Linked DNA regions of Rattus norvegicus: region 1 is linked to region 2. The links are chromatin contacts, called in public Hi-C maps. All regions are on one chromosome and are shown on one strand. Each heading gives the region's core, a stretch centred on a gene start, on an enhancer-like site or on the middle of the called end of the contact. The rest is flanking DNA. Distances are from core to core; before and after follow the strand shown.

What was found. Hi-C and Micro-C count contacts between places; a contact is called where the count stands out from the background.
Region 1: a Hi-C map of frontal cortex shows a contact between it and region 2, with 1.8 times the contacts expected there. The contact joins the enhancer-like site here to the promoter of Top2b in region 2. A contact is called at or near these places in 3 of 12 Hi-C or Micro-C datasets (the A7r5 cell line, frontal cortex and hepatocytes).

The regions. Positions count from the first base shown.
Region 1 is chr15:11,592,050-11,594,749 of GRCr8, reverse strand. The region is part of intron 10 of Ngly1 (N-glycanase 1); the gene reads left to right. Among named protein-coding and RNA genes, the nearest start is that of Ngly1, 42 kb to the left of the region's middle. Within about 2 kb of position 1,294, at least 21 of the 93 cell types and tissues checked have an H3K27ac peak or open chromatin away from gene starts, as enhancers often do.
Region 2 is chr15:11,541,081-11,543,780 of GRCr8, reverse strand. It overlaps Top2b (DNA topoisomerase II beta), which reads left to right and starts at 1,317. Exons shown (of 36, transcript NM_001100858.2): 1 at 1,317-1,865. The coding sequence starts at 1,818.

The DNA of each region.
Region 1 (2,700 bases), core at 45-2,544, 51 kb before region 2:
AAAAATATTTAAAGGGACATTGTTCACTTGTAAGACATTGGATAGATCAAAGAAGAGGGAGTCACAGAAGGAAGGGCTGTGTTCACGAGCGTCCACCACACAGTAGAAAGAAGCAAGGAGATCTGCCCTCTTCTCAACTCAGTTGTGAGCTTCAGTTTCTAAACTTACCTGTTGCTGTACTATTACAAAGTTGAGTTTAATCATATCTCATGAGGGCTGGACAGGTGGCTTCGGAGTTAAGAGCACTTGGTATGCAGCCATGAGTTCAGCCACCCGTGGAACAAGCTAGGCATCCCACACGTACCTATAACCCCAGCTTTGACTTGGGCAGAAGCTGGAGTACATTGCTTGGGCTTTCTGGTTTCCAGCCAAACTGAGGAATATTGAGCCCATGTTCGGGGAGAGACCTTGCTTCAAAAGAAATGGACAGAGCAGGAAGAGGGTAGCCACACCCACTCAGAGGCACAGGCACCCACACGCACACTCACACAGACACACACACATACACCATCTGTAAAAATAAACGATTATATTGAACCATAAAGTGGGAGTCCTCTTTGCTGAACTGAGAATAGGCTATGGGATTATTAAGCTTGCAATTTTGCAAATAGTTTTACTTAGCCAAAGAAATGCAAAAAAAGCCAAGCAATAAAACGTAGACTTTCTCCTGGTGGTGCCACCCACCTTTAATCCCAGTACTCAGGAGGCAGAGGCAGGTGGATCTCTCTGAGTTTGAGGCCAGCCTGGTTTAAAGAGTGTGTTCCAGAACAGTGAGGGCTACACAAACCCTGTCTCAAAAAGGGCAAAAACAAAAGAAAACAAAAAAGAACTTAGAATTTCATAGTGTCCATGTCTATAATGATTCTGTAGTTGGTAGAAGACTGCCCTTAGCCTACGTTTTACAAGCAGAAAGCACAATGGAATAGAAGTTTCATCTACCCAGAAACTAGTCTGTTCTTGCTAAACTGGAGAAAGCTCATATTTCTCCCTAGCCAGCAGTGTTGCTAGGGAAAATGATAGAGAAAATGATGGTTTGTGGCAGAAGGTGCAGTGTTCTAGAAGCAGGGCAGCTCTGGCACGTGTCTCTTCTGTCTTCTTCAGTCCTGCGTTCATCTGCAGTCATTTGCCGAGTGCCTATTGTGATTACCAGGCCTCCTTTCGGCTATATGAGTGAATATGAGTCCTTTCTCCTTACTGCCTAACCAGGAAAACATAAACAGCCATCTTAACCACCATGCAGAATGCTATAATAAGGATAGCAATGCATTGCTATGGAAACGCTGAGGTAATTAGCTCTGGCTGTGGGAGTTGGGCAGATCTCCTCAAAACAGGCAGTCTTTGAGCTGGACACTGAAAGATGAGTAGGTGTTCATCAAAACAGCAGGAATATGTGCTCTGTTTTGATACATGAATCAAAATAGAACACCACAGTCAGAGCGGGTACATTGCAGGAGGAATTCAGTGATGTGATGAGTTACAAAGGCCATTAAACAGAAAGCAGACCTGCCTATTCGAGACCTGGTTTGATTTAGTGTAGAGTATGGTACAATTCTTCATTGAGTGAATCTGTTTCTAACTATAGAACTTAGTGTTAAATCAATAAAAATACTAGAATCTTGGAGAGGGGAGGAAGGGAGGGAGGGAGTGGGGAGGAGGAAAGAGAAGGAAGAAGGGAAGGGGAAGAGAATAGAGAAGAGGGGTAGGGAGAGAGGTGAGGAGAGGAGGGAAAGAAAGGAGAGGGATGAAAGAAAGTAAGAGTAGCAATTGTCATTAAACTTTGTCTTTCCCACTTAGAGGCATCAGCCATCTTTGGTTGTTTGCCAGCTCTGTTGAATAGTTAGCCAGTTCCCAGCACTCCTCTACTCAGTGACATCCCACACAGTGGATAACAAGCAACCTATTTTCACAGTATTAGAGACTCTTACCTCCCAAGGCCACAGAGACTTACTAAGTCTCGTAGTTTCCAAATGCATTGCTCAGTTATATCTGAATTAAAAAGAACACAAAAGTCAAATGGAGACTGCTGCAGTGTTTGGGAGGCAAGTGATGGCTCCTTGCCTTTAACAGCAAGGGGAACACTTACCTAGCTCATCTCCCATCTCATGGGGCCTGCATGTGCTCTAGTCTGTCCTGGAGAAACACTTCCCACATTTCACTTGCTCCTGAATTCAGTGCTCTTCCACAAGTAACCTAGCTGTTTGCCCCGCCTCACCCTGCTCTGTGCTCTGCTTTGCAACTGTCTGTCCTTCTCCTCGGAACCTATTTTATTTTCCTTTTCGATTGAATTCTTGTCATCAGAGCGTGGCTTAATATCCATTCCCAGCCAACTGAATGTTCCCTCTCACCTTCTATAGATTCCCTCCTTGCACCTTGCCTTCACATTTACTCAGCAGCCGTGTGTGAGAGTAGACTAGTCTCGGTTGGAGCCCCATTGTCATTCCCATATCCTGTCATGGTCATGTATCTGACCTCATTCATAGTCAGTGTGTAGGGGAGACTGGGGAAGGCAAGAAGGCATGGCTGGATGTGTGCAGTGAACCTGCTCCCTGACAGCACTGCTTTATCTCTTTGTTTCAGTTCCCTCTCTATTGCTCAGAGCCTTGTACATGCTCGCAAGCCTCTTCCTGCTGCTTTACCTTTCAAGCTCAAGACTTTTCAACAGGTTTTTTTCTTTCACTGTACTCATTTGTGTCAAAAACT
Region 2 (2,700 bases), core at 68-2,567:
GATTTACAAGCTAGAACACCAAATTCAAAATAAAGAAAGGCTTTGGTGTTTAGTCAGAATACCCAAATAAAACTGAAAATTCATGGTCTCCAGAGGGCTAATTAAGAACTACGTTTAAATTATTTTCATGTTTCAGAGCTGCCCACCTTGGTTTCAGAATGCTGCAGTTGAAAGGTATGACCCCAGGCATTTTTGTTTTCCCTTAAGGGAAGTCCTTAGCCGCCAGAGAGACTCACAGAAACACTTTCACAGAAAGCTGTTAGCTCCAACGGGATAAAGTTCTTCAGCGTCCTCTGTTAGTCACTCTTGGAAGATTGACATCTGAGGCTGTTGTCCCTTTAAACCCATTGCCACGCCTGGCAGAGAATGGCGGGGAGTATACCCAAAAAGGACTTGTTGAATGTAATTCCATTTACAGGCTGGGTGAAGTCAAGAGCTCTTCCGTCTGCCAAAGGCTTTGGTGTGGCACATTTTATTCTTAGAAAGCTTCCTCACGAGAAAAGTCTATCCTTAATGTGTACCTGAAAACCACTCTTGAAGTTCAAAAAACGATATATGTGCCCTCTTAGACGTGGTGGTGCTGGTGCAGTCCTTGACAGGTGAGAACCGACAGGGACCCTTCTGCACTGTTGGGAGGAAAGCTCAGTAGCCCGGGAAGGGAGCCCTGACCTGCTCGCGTTCCTTCCCAGGAACGTTCCCTGGGCAATGTTTAAGTTCCCTAAGTGGTGACACTGAAGACTGCCTGCAGCGTTTGGGGGGCGGGCAGATGAAGGACAAGGAGTCTGGCGGACGCTCTGCGCAGCAGCAACCTGGGACCTGAGGTGGGGTAGGGGATCCGGCTGCTCCTAACGGCAAACGGTCCCATCTGCAGTTCACTCCCCGGCCCAGTCTCTGGGGACGCCTAAGGCTTCCTGCCTCCCTGCCCCCACCCTCCCCCTCCTCTCCAGCCTCCCCGACTTCCCGGCAGGTCTGCAAGACCACTGCCCGGAGGTTTCCACAGCCCTCGTCCCAGGACTCCCGGCTCCTTTGGATGCCCGGGAATGACCCATGACAGCCGCCCGCTCTCCCTTTGGACGGAAACCCCATTCACTCTGCCTCTCTCTTACACACACACACACTCTCACACACAAACAAAAAACCCAAGTCTGCCTCTCGGTTGCTACCCGCAATGACGTTTTCCCCTCGGATCCCGCCCCTCTGGGGGCCTGAAATTTTGGGATTGGTCGAAGGACTGTAGCGACAAGACCGTGATTGGACGGTCCATGGCTGACTGACAGCCGGTGGCCGCCGCACCCTCCCCCTCTCCGAGCGCGCCTGTGTGTGCGGTGTTATGCCGGACTAAAGGGAGGCCACCACAGCGGCTGTTTATTGTCCCTCTCGGCCAGTGCTCCTAAGGACCCGGTCAGACACCGCTTGAGCGGCTTTAAGGCAGTGGCGGCCTTTGAGGCGGCGGCGACCGCGTCGAGGACTCTGCGGATTCGGTTGCGTGAGGAGAAGCAGTGACTCCTTCGTGTCAGGGCTCTGACTCGCGTCTCCTAGCCGGCCCGCGCCGGCCCGCGCCGACCCTCGCCCCTCATTCGCGATCCCGATCGCCTGCGTGAGCCCCGGAAGACCGCGTCTCACTGCTAGCCCTTCCTCGCCCTCGGCCGCGCTCTAGGCCCGGGCGCCGCGCTCGAGTTTGAGGGCGGCGGGCGGCGCGGCCTCCTCAGCGGCTCGGGCCCGCGATGGGGCGCGGCTAGGAGTGCGGCGCGCAGCGGTCAGTGCGAGCCGCGTCCCCGGTGCGCGAGCAGCCCCTGGCCTGCACGGGAGGCGCTGCCATGGCCAAGTCCAGCCTCGCGGGCGTTGACGGGGCGCTGACCTGGGTGGTGAGTGCTGCGCGGGCGGACGCATTGTTCGTGGGCCGCGGGCTGTGCGGGCGGGGGCTGAGAGCGCGGCGCGGCGGGCGCCCTGTCGGGCTGCAGGCAGGGCCTATCCCTGAGTGCCTTTTTCTCTCTGCTTTCCGCCTCTACGAGGTTCAGGCTGCGGAAGAATGCTCACCTGAAACTTCAGGGTGTACACCAGGACGTAGGGGACCGCGATAACGCGAGCCTCCACGAGCGCAGCGCCAGAAAATATTGCAGAACTTATGCCAAATGCAACCGCTTCCGGCGGCCTGTCCCAAAGGAACGTGAACTTGAATGGCCACTGCGGTTTGCGCCTCCCCTTTAAAGGCTCATTCCGCAGAGAGGGTATTTGGGATGACTTTGACAGCAGGTTAGAGACCGCAGCTGGTCCATCTGCCCGCGGGATTAAAGGGAAGAGCTTACTTACGTCAGCCTCCCGGGTACATCGCGTGGGGACTCAGGGGTTTCCCCAGGAGGTGAGGGAGGGGGTGCTTAAGCCGGAACTTGGAGGATCGCAGAGCCTAGTTCCCAGTGGGAAGTGGAAGTAGCGAGGCAGCAGGAGCAATTGGAGCAGGGTTCCCACGACAGATCGATAACTCCAGCACTTCACTTACTCCGCACTGAGTTCAGACCAGGGTCATTTCCCATGCAAAACATCAGACTTAGCAGATGAGACCAGCAGCTAGGACAGAAAATTTACACATTTCAGGGACTTTAACACACCCCTTCCAGAGGATCCCAAATCCCTCGCCTCTGAACACGCTAAGGAAGTTGGTATTGCTTGGCATTTTTGTTCCTTGGTTTCTTTGTTCGGTTG